Linked DNA regions of Zea mays: regions 1 and 3 are each linked to region 2. The links are chromatin contacts, called in public Hi-C maps. All regions are on one chromosome and are shown on one strand. Each heading gives the region's core, a stretch centred on a gene start, on an enhancer-like site or on the middle of the called end of the contact. The rest is flanking DNA. Distances are from core to core; before and after follow the strand shown.

Evidence for each region. A called contact is a pair of places that touch in the nucleus more often than the background predicts.
Region 1: a contact with region 2 is called in a Hi-C map of leaf, with 5 times the contacts expected there. The contact joins the promoter of LOC103641154 here to the enhancer-like site in region 2. A contact is called at or near these places in 6 of 25 Hi-C or Micro-C datasets (ear, leaf and tassel).
Region 3: a Hi-C map of tassel shows a contact between it and region 2, with 2.9 times the contacts expected there. The contact joins the promoter of LOC103641156 here to the enhancer-like site in region 2. A contact is called at or near these places in 3 of 25 Hi-C or Micro-C datasets (ear, endosperm and tassel).

What each region holds. Positions count from the first base shown.
Region 1 is chr10:66,490,374-66,493,388 of Zm-B73-REFERENCE-NAM-5.0, forward strand. LOC103641154 (probable WRKY transcription factor 3) reads left to right here and starts at 1,704. Exons shown (of 2, transcript XM_008664524.4): 1 at 1,704-2,747; 2 at 2,947-3,015. The coding sequence starts at 2,478.
Region 2 is chr10:66,697,984-66,700,758 of Zm-B73-REFERENCE-NAM-5.0, forward strand. LOC103642489 (protein FORGETTER 1) reads right to left here. Exons shown (of 32, transcript XM_020545728.1): 31 at 2,704-2,775; 32 at 1,608-2,095. The coding sequence ends at 2,064. Among protein-coding and RNA genes, the nearest start is that of LOC103642489, 58 kb to the right of the region's middle. Within about 2 kb of position 1,463, at least 13 of the 20 cell types and tissues checked have an H3K27ac peak or open chromatin away from gene starts, as enhancers often do. A contact at or near this core is called in ear, leaf and tassel, where this site is marked.
Region 3 is chr10:66,563,254-66,566,509 of Zm-B73-REFERENCE-NAM-5.0, forward strand. It overlaps LOC103641156 (probable protein phosphatase 2C 44), which reads right to left and starts at 1,585. Exons shown (of 5, transcript NM_001345932.2): 1 at 1,286-1,585. The coding sequence starts at 1,432.

The sequences.
Region 1 (3,015 bases), core at 454-2,953, 210 kb before region 2:
TTATAAACATTTCTAGTATAAAAACCACTGAAGTAGTGAATAGTGATCGTGTTCATTTTTAGAATTATAAACTCACACGCATTTTCGAAGTATTGTCGCGGGGGTTCGATTTTGGTTGCACGTATACATCAGAATCTCTAAAATCATACATGAATCGTCAAGTCGCATAATATTACAACGATAATTTACAAATTCATAAATTAATTCAACACATAATTTAGACAATAAATTAATGGGTTGGGGTTGTCTTGAACCTTGGGTTCGCTCATCTGCAGGGGTGAACGTCGACGAGCAGGGAGTGGTCGGTCGGGCAGGGAACGAGTGTGGTCGTCGTGCTGCGCGGTCGCGTCGACGACGAACGGTGTAACTCCGGCAATGCGTTCGGACGGTGGGGCATGAGTTCCGGTGAGGCTCCACGGATGGCGGACGAGCGACGAACGGAGTGGGCACGGCGAGAGCAGAGGAGGGCTTCATACGGCAGGTGCGTGGCGCTGCTGCGGGTGCCGGGGTGCTGCACGGACGGGCTCCGGCGCGATGGCGAACGGCGAGCAAGGGAGAGAGAAAGCGTGAGAGAGGGAGGGCGTTCGGGTAAGGAGAGAGGAGGGATTCGGCGGTCTTATAGAGCGGACGGGGAGAGAGAGACGCCGAGGGGAGGAAGTGAACGGTCGGCGGCTCCATCAATGGCGGCCGGGACTTCATGGATGAGAGTAATGGGAGAGAAACGAACATGTTAAAGCTCTATTAACGCCAAAGAAACGGCTCCATTCACGCGGACGGCGCGGGTGGCGGCTTCGGTCGGGCTTGAGTGCAGGGTGCGGGTCGCTGGCCGGTCGGGGTGGAAGTCGCGTGGCGGTTCCTGGGCTCGGCCGCGGCGTGGGAGCTTCGCAGTTGGGTGCGCAGGCTGGTCGGGGCTGCGCTTCGGTGCACGGGACGTCCGGTTGCCTGGGCGGTCAGGTCGCGGCGCAGGGTGGGGTCCTCGGCCGATGGAGTCGAGGTCGGCTGGCGTCCTGTCGCGGCTGGCTTGGTCGATGCAGGGCGGCGCGCTCGGTCGTCGGGTCACGGCACCTGCGGCGGCTTCCTGGAGGAGAGAGAGAAAGGAGAGAGAATAGGGGGAGGGAGTCCTGGCGGCGGCTTGGAGGAAGAAGGCAGGGGGCGGCGGCCGGTTAGGTCAAGGGGCGCGGCTAATGGGCCCTAGTGGGCCGGCTAGGGTTAGATTAGTTTTTTTCTTTTTTTTCTATTTCCTTTTCTAATTTCGAAATACCTATTCAAATAAACATAAAATTCATAATAATTAAACCAAAATTATTTATAAATAAAATATTAATTCTTGGGCTAATATTTATTATATTATTTATGTGAATTTTCATTTAAGAAGAAATGATATTCAATATTCAAAATTAATCATGAGCATTCAAAATTCATTACAAAGGCAAATAAATAACGAACACTTAAGAGAAAATTAATTATCATAAATATTATTAATAACTAAATGTATTATTTTTATTTAATGACTTTTATAGTGTTACAACATGTGATTTGTCAATCTCAACAAACAGTAGCGAAGCTAGCAAATAATTTATCGGGGTCATCAGTATTATCTACTGGATCTTTACTATAGAACTTTTGTTATTAACACCGTTTTTCTATTAGATATTCAAAAAATTATCGGGGTCAGCTGACCCCAAAATAAGGGCTGGCTCCGCCCCTGTCAACAAATCGATGCGAGGACCAGTTATCAAGGTCTCCTTATGATGGCCTGCGGTGCTTGGGCCTTGGGTATGTATGCACTGCATTTGTGCTGCTGTCCGCCTATGAACTTCTGGTCACTGCATATAAGAAATTTGTTTTTTCTTTTTCAGCTTGGGTTTTCAGTGTCCTCGAGCAAGTAAAGTAGCTTTGCATAATTTATTATATGTTTTTTGTTATTAACCTCCAAATATAGTCAATATGCTCTATCATAAAAATTTTAATTTTCCACTGCATGCCTTGATCATCAAAATCTGTTATGTTGTTCAGAGTTTGTCTCAAACAAGGATGGGCAGCAGGAGGATGGGTTCAGAGCCTGATCTATCACTAAATGCTGACCATCCCCTGCTTGGTGCCCATACCTAACAGTCTTACATGCACGTGCCCTAACTACCTCCCTCTTTGTCTTCTGCTCAACATCCTTGTTGGCTTGTTGCCTTTGCAATTGCATTGCTTCCACCAGTACATACAGCTGCAACAGAGTAGAGGACTATGTGAACCCTCCCGTTCTTCCATTACTCTCTTTACTTGCTCAGTTCATTGGCTATGTGAATGCCCTTCCCCGGATTACTATGATTTGTTTGGTTTATTGTGGGAGTTTGTAATTTTCACTAGAAAACAGTTCAGTTTGTATACGAAGTATTGGTCTACTACTCTCTTAAGTTCCATAAATCCCTGGTGCGTTCGTTCTCTCTCTCTATGTCTCTATTTCTCCCCCTACAAACAAGCAAATGAGCTACTGCTATGGTTACAAATTCATGAATTGTCCCCTGTTTTCAGGTTCAGGGAAGATGCAACCTCATGAGAAGGTTGCTGTTCTGAAGCCTGTTGCCTCCAGGCCTTTCTCCAGCTTCTGGCCCTTCCCAAAGTTTCTGCACGACTTCAACGCCACTTGTTCCCCAACAATCACCTTCCCACAGGAGACTGAGCTAATCAGGCCAAAAGCCACTCGGTTGGCATCGCTGCCGGGTGACCTTCCAACACAGATTGCAGCAACGACAGTAAGTCTCACACTGGTTCTCTGCTTTGGAATGATGCTTCATGTATTTTGATGACGGCAATCTTTTTGAGGATTGAATGAATCCTTCTAAATTCAAGTATTTGGCTGTCATATATATATGCGATTACTGAACTATCCAGTGTATCATCGTCATCAGCATCATCAGATCTTGTTTCAATTGCGCTAAACTGAACTTGCAGGATGCCGGGTCGGATACCATGTCTGAGGAGGTGGAAGGGTATGCAAAACATCACACGTATCGTGACCAT
Region 2 (2,775 bases), core at 213-2,712:
TGCTAAGGTTACTTGGACTAAGGCAATGAGGAAAGAAACACCTCAAAAGAAGACATTATGAAGATCACAAGTGAAGATCAACAAGTATCAAGCAAGTCCAAGAAACGAAGACAAGTGTTGCCACTGACGGACTATCCGACTGAGAGCACCGGACTGTCCGGTGCCACACGCCGGACTGTCCGGTGCACCAGGGAACAGTAGCCTAATGGCTAGTTCCAGGTGGCACTGGTGGAAAAAGCCACCGGACTGTCCGGTGTAAAAGCCCGCAACGCCAACGGTCACCTGCGGTGTCAGTCCAATAGCTAGGCGCACCGGACAGGGGCAACGGACTGTCCGATTACCCCACCGGACTGTCCGGTGTGCCGCAGAGAGCAGCAACTTTTCTCCAACGGCTAGTTTTGTGTTAGGGTCCATAAATACCACCCCAACTGGCCATTTCAAGGTGTGGGAGCCCAAGCAACATACCAAGGCATAGTATAAAATTTTCCAAGTGCTCATACACCCAAGTGCTTAATAGAATCACTCGGTGATTAGCGTATGTGCTTTGCGAAGTGCTTAGATTAGTTAGACCGCTTTAGCGCTTGCTTTAGGTAAATTCTAGTTAGTTGAGTGAATTTAGAAAAACCACATAACCCCTCGTCTCTTGCGTGAGCCGTTGTAATTGTACCGAGTGGGGCGTGAGTCTTGCGAGACCATGATAACCGAGTTTGTGTCACGACCGCCACCGTGTACCGGAGGAAACGAGGCTCGCGAAGTTTTCGGCCAAAAGCTCGACAGTGGAGACAGCGGGGAGCGTCCAAGAGGAGCCGAAAGCGGAGCACCACTTGCGCGTGGAGAAGACCCGCGACTCTTTACGGAGTTATTCGACCGTGGTGCTTGTCCCTCACATGGGCTTCCCTTTGCATAGGGGCACCAACGAGAATTAGTCAGTACCTTGCGTGGTTCTAGGTACCTCAGTAAAAATACCAACATCATCCAAAAGAGTTTACATCTCTAACTTGCTATTTAGCGTCCACATTTATATTAAACATTTAAGTTACAATCTCGTCTTTACACTTATATTGTTTAGGATTAAAACTTAGCCATTACGATAGAGATAACAACACTTAGACAAAACCTAGTTTGCACATTCTAGTTTGATTATTTACATAGGTTTTGCTCTAGTGATTTATCTGTGGCTTAGTTTAGAGAAAGTTTTAGAAGTCCTAATTCACCCCTATTAGACGTCATCTGTTTCCTTCAGTCCTACCAGGTAACTTTAATCAAAACAGTTTCTACTATTTCTACAAATTGTAGTTGTATCAGTTGGAGCAACTGGGTTTAATCCAAAAACGAACGTGGCAAAAAAAAATGTTGGAGACGACACCTTTATTTTAAGGAAAGGTGGCTGCAAGTGCGTCAGACTGTGCCCACCACAGCCTGCTAGATAGCAGACTCTGCTTTATTTGGCTCCAACTTCTGTTGCTTAATCCAGCACGACAGTACAGCCTCAGCCCTCCCTCGGAGATGCCAAACATGGTATAGGAGCTGTTTGATTGCTTGGATGAGATAGGTCTTGTCAGGCCCATTGTCTCTACCATGTAAAGCAAGGCGGCAGGTGCCAGGAAGAAGAAACGGGTAACTCTACCCATGAGCTGATGCACGGTAACCAGATTCGTTTGTACAGCCTACCAAACAATGACCAATCCTCAACCTCGTTTTGTTTATAGAAAACAAACCCCAACCCAATCGGTCTCAGGCCAGCCATATGAGCCACCCTTGTCAGGGAAACAACACAGGCCCATAAGAGCCACAGCCACCACATCTCCACACCACTACATCGTGCAGCATTTAGGCATGTAGCCTCCAACAACAGGCTAACTTACAACAGCACCCCGGTCTGATATAAACGTTTACGTAACTTTCATATATATAACACAAAAGTGGCCCAGCCGTTGTCGTATACTTTTCCTGACTGCGTACAACCACAACCGTTTCACAAGCGAAATGCACAAGTTGCCTCAGCGACAAAGATTTGGTCCAAAGCAAAGGAAGGACTGCCAAAGGAGTAGCTTCTTGCCAAATCATTCGTCAATATCTTGGACCCATTGCAAACCTGCCATGGCACAACAAACGCGTGCGAGTAAGCAACATTAGGGGGGGGGGGGGATCATAATTCTCCGAACACATCAACTGTTATGTTACACAAAATTGCGTGAAACTGAGCTCACCCAAAAAGGGAATCTCATTATAACCTGGATGTCATCATAACCTCAGAAAGCAAAATTATAAATAAACTTTGGGTGTTTTGACTCATGCGGACGCCCGGTGCAGTGCTAGACCACCAATGTCGCCGGCACAAACAACATCCATACAGGACTTGCCTGCCGTACACCATTGCACTTTCCACCAGCGAATGAGACCCCAACTGCTTCCAGCAGCAGTGAGGTGGAGTGGAGTGATGAGAGGGGTGGTGGCACTAGGGTTAGGCCGCCTGCCCCAGACGCCGAGACTCAATACTAAAGAGGGTGGGTTATTTACTCTGTTTTTCATACAATGACACTAATTTGTGACTGGAGGGAGCAACAGCTAGTAGCATCTATAGTCTGCTGACATTATTTTCTAGCCATGCATGCAAATTCAACACCGGTTGTTAGGAGTGCAGATAAAAGTGCAAGCAGCAGATGGGAATTCTTCTTTGAAAAAGGTAACGCTACAACTGACCTTCGAGTACAGACTCCACTGCAGAATTTGGAATGATAAGCCCAACAAACCGTTTGTTCTCAGTCGTGGTCT
Region 3 (3,256 bases), core at 335-2,834, 130 kb before region 2:
CTTTTTTCACGGGTCAAGCTCGTTACGAAGAACGATCTAGCACCGCGAAAGGGGCTACTGTTGGGGTCGTGCTTCGGTGCGCCGAAGGTCTCACACGAAGAAGCAGCTTCGGCTGAAGTCATCTCCAAGAGATGGCCGAAGGTCCCTTTTCATGGAGCTTCGGCGTTTTAAACCGACATAGAGATAGAATGACCTTTTTATACATATAGGTCTGAGTCAATGCTGTAAACTTTCGCAAGGGGCATAATTGTAATTTGTCACAGGCTGCGACCTGTGCCTATAAATAGATGAACAGTACCTCTGTACTGTTCACGTGAACTTGTCATTTGCTTCCGCATCACGCTTGTACTTTTGCCTTCCGCAGGACCGAAGGTACATTTGTAATTCAAAGTCATTTATATTCATTAGTACAAGTAGAGTTAATTCTATGACAATATTTAAATGTCTATTTCATATTCTATGATTTATGTGAATGCTTCATTCTTCGTTGTTATGCTTACGAAGGTATGTCCTTCGTAACCTTCGTCCGAGATGCTTTATATCCCGAAGGGATATATCGTTATGGAGGACGAAGGACCTTAACACTTAACATTTTTTGTGTTGCCTTGTTCTTAATTCTTAGCATTTGAGAACAAGTCCCCAACAGTGGCACTCGTCACAATCCAATTGTCCTATCATAAATTAATGAAATCCGCAAAGGCCCTTACCATTATGATACTCAGTGAGGTGTCATATATCTATGCATAGCACTAAAAGGGCTATATTCCAGCTTCCATTTCAGAACCGCTGCTGGGTAGCAGAAAGTTAGGACTGGAACTAATACAAAACTAACTTCAGCACTCCTTGGCCTGGGTGATCGACACTAAATATCCTTCAAACATCATATGCAGGAAATTCTAGACATGCATCTTGCCCATCTGGGCAAAAATCCCACTTGCATCAACTATCTAACCCTCTTCATCTTCCTCTTCCACGGGACTCATCGATCGCCGGACACCAGGTTACCATTGATCCCCGTCCAAATCCAAAGTTGCACCGTTTACTGGACGCACCGGTCGCTCGGAACCCGCTGATAAATTGCCCCACCACGATTTTGAAAGCTGCTATCCTAAATCGTTTTAGGGAAAAAAGCTACTTTCCAAAATTAACAGCAAGAACGCACAGTAACAGCAGGCACGTTAAAGGTCGTCGCCTCACAACGGCTGGACTGGAGCAGCAAGCCAAGCCGGGCTTGCCGGCGCCGGAGACGCAAAAGGAATAACAGAGACAAGCTTCTTTTAGTTACCATGAGCATGTTGAGGATGTCGGGACGCCTCTTGCTGCGGTGAAGGCGGGAGCCCCCCGTCGACGGGCCTGACGGCGAGGAGGAAGACGAGGACGAGGACGAGCAGGACGCCGGGTGGCTATCCGCTGCCCGCCCGCCGCCGATCATGGCCGTGGCCGGCACCAGCGCAGCGCCGCCGCAAGCACGGGTTGGGTCAGTCTCCTCGGTTTCCTCGTGCTCCCCCGGTCCCCCCTTGTTGGCTTTACGCGTCCGTGCTCGGTTGACCCTGGTACCGTGAATTTCATTTCGCCATTTTTTTATCCCATCTCATTCGGAGATCCTTGTGGTTAACGGGATGGGCACTTTGGGCCGCCGCGAGCATACTATAATTTCTTATTTGGCTGAACTCTTGATTTTTTACTTTTAAAATATAAATATTTTCTACTCCGTATTTGACAATAAATATAAATTTGTACGACCAAGAAAAGAACCAAATTTATATTTAGGATGAAAAAGGTTTATATTTTAGGGGGAAAATCAGTAACTTTACGCGTCAAATAAAAAATATTTTCATATTAATTTCACGAAGACATAATCTTTTATTATTCATATCTCTTGACTGAAGTGTAGGTAACGCAGCATATTTTATTTATTATATACCACTATAAGATACTTATATCCGTATATGTTGCTTATTGCTGCAATGGAGAAAAGAAATATCCTATAATGAAAAGTCTCGGTCTCTAATGAAAACTCTAGAGCTAATAATTAGCTAGCTAATAAATTGTTAGTTAGGTTGAGCCAGATAATAAAATAATTATTAGATATGAGTTGGCTAACAATTAGCTAGAGGTGTTTAGAATCTATTAGTTTAAAGATTCCAAAAGGGCCTTAGGTCATAAGATTATGATCGTGTAAAACTCTGTTTTTATAATGTAGACTATACTGTTTGGAGAGTAGAGTTTAAAATATGAGGTGTTTGGTTGGATTGTGGCTTGAAAAAAGCTGTTGTGGACTGTGAGCTGTGGAAAAAGCTGTTGTGGAATGTGAGCTGTTAAAAAACTAAAGATCGTTTGGTGAAAACCACTAAAATCTACTAAAAGTTATTCTATATTTATTTTCACGGTTCTATCCATAAGCCGCCAAAAGTATGTTCAAAGGTGCTTTCATTTTTACAATGTAAGAAAGTCGGTTTTACAAAAAGCTGCTTGCTAAATCCAACCCTTTGGTTTGACTTTTGCCTTTTAGTGGGCAAAAGCCAAAATCAAACGCCAAACCAAACACATTATAAGACTCCTAGACTTTAGGCATGATGATAAAAGATGAGTAGATGATTAGAAAATCCAACATTATTGGCAGAATGTTGATCAGACCTACATGTTATTTAGGGGTCGTAACGAATCACGATCCAAATATTTCTTCACAATAAGTTAGGGCTCTTAATTATTTTTAGTTCAAAAATAAATAGTAATAGAACCCGATCCTAATCTGATTCGATCCTTAAAATTTATAGTGTAGAATCTAGAGCCCATTAGGCTATTCTCAATAGTAGTTTTATTGTAGTTTCATACATATTTAATTGTGTGTCACATTGGTATTTTAGAGGACATGACATAGCATTTAAGAGGAATAAATTTTATTGGATGAAATTAGTTTCATTGTGATGAAACTATGTCAACTCGTTTCCACGGACTAAAAAACCATGTGAAACCTCAATTGGGAGTGATTTGTTTCATCTTCATATATTTTACTAATTTCTATTGATCATTTACTTGTAGCATTTAATTGGAATGTAGTGTTGGGGACTTGTTCTCAAATGCTATGAGTTAAGAACAAGGCAACATAGAAAATGTTAATCGATTAGGTCCTTCGTCCTTCGAAGCATTATTCCCTTCAAGACATAATGCTTTTCGGACGAAGGTTATGAAGTGCGTACCTTCATAAATACACTATATAGTGACGAAGGATGAATTGTAAGGAATATGAAGGACA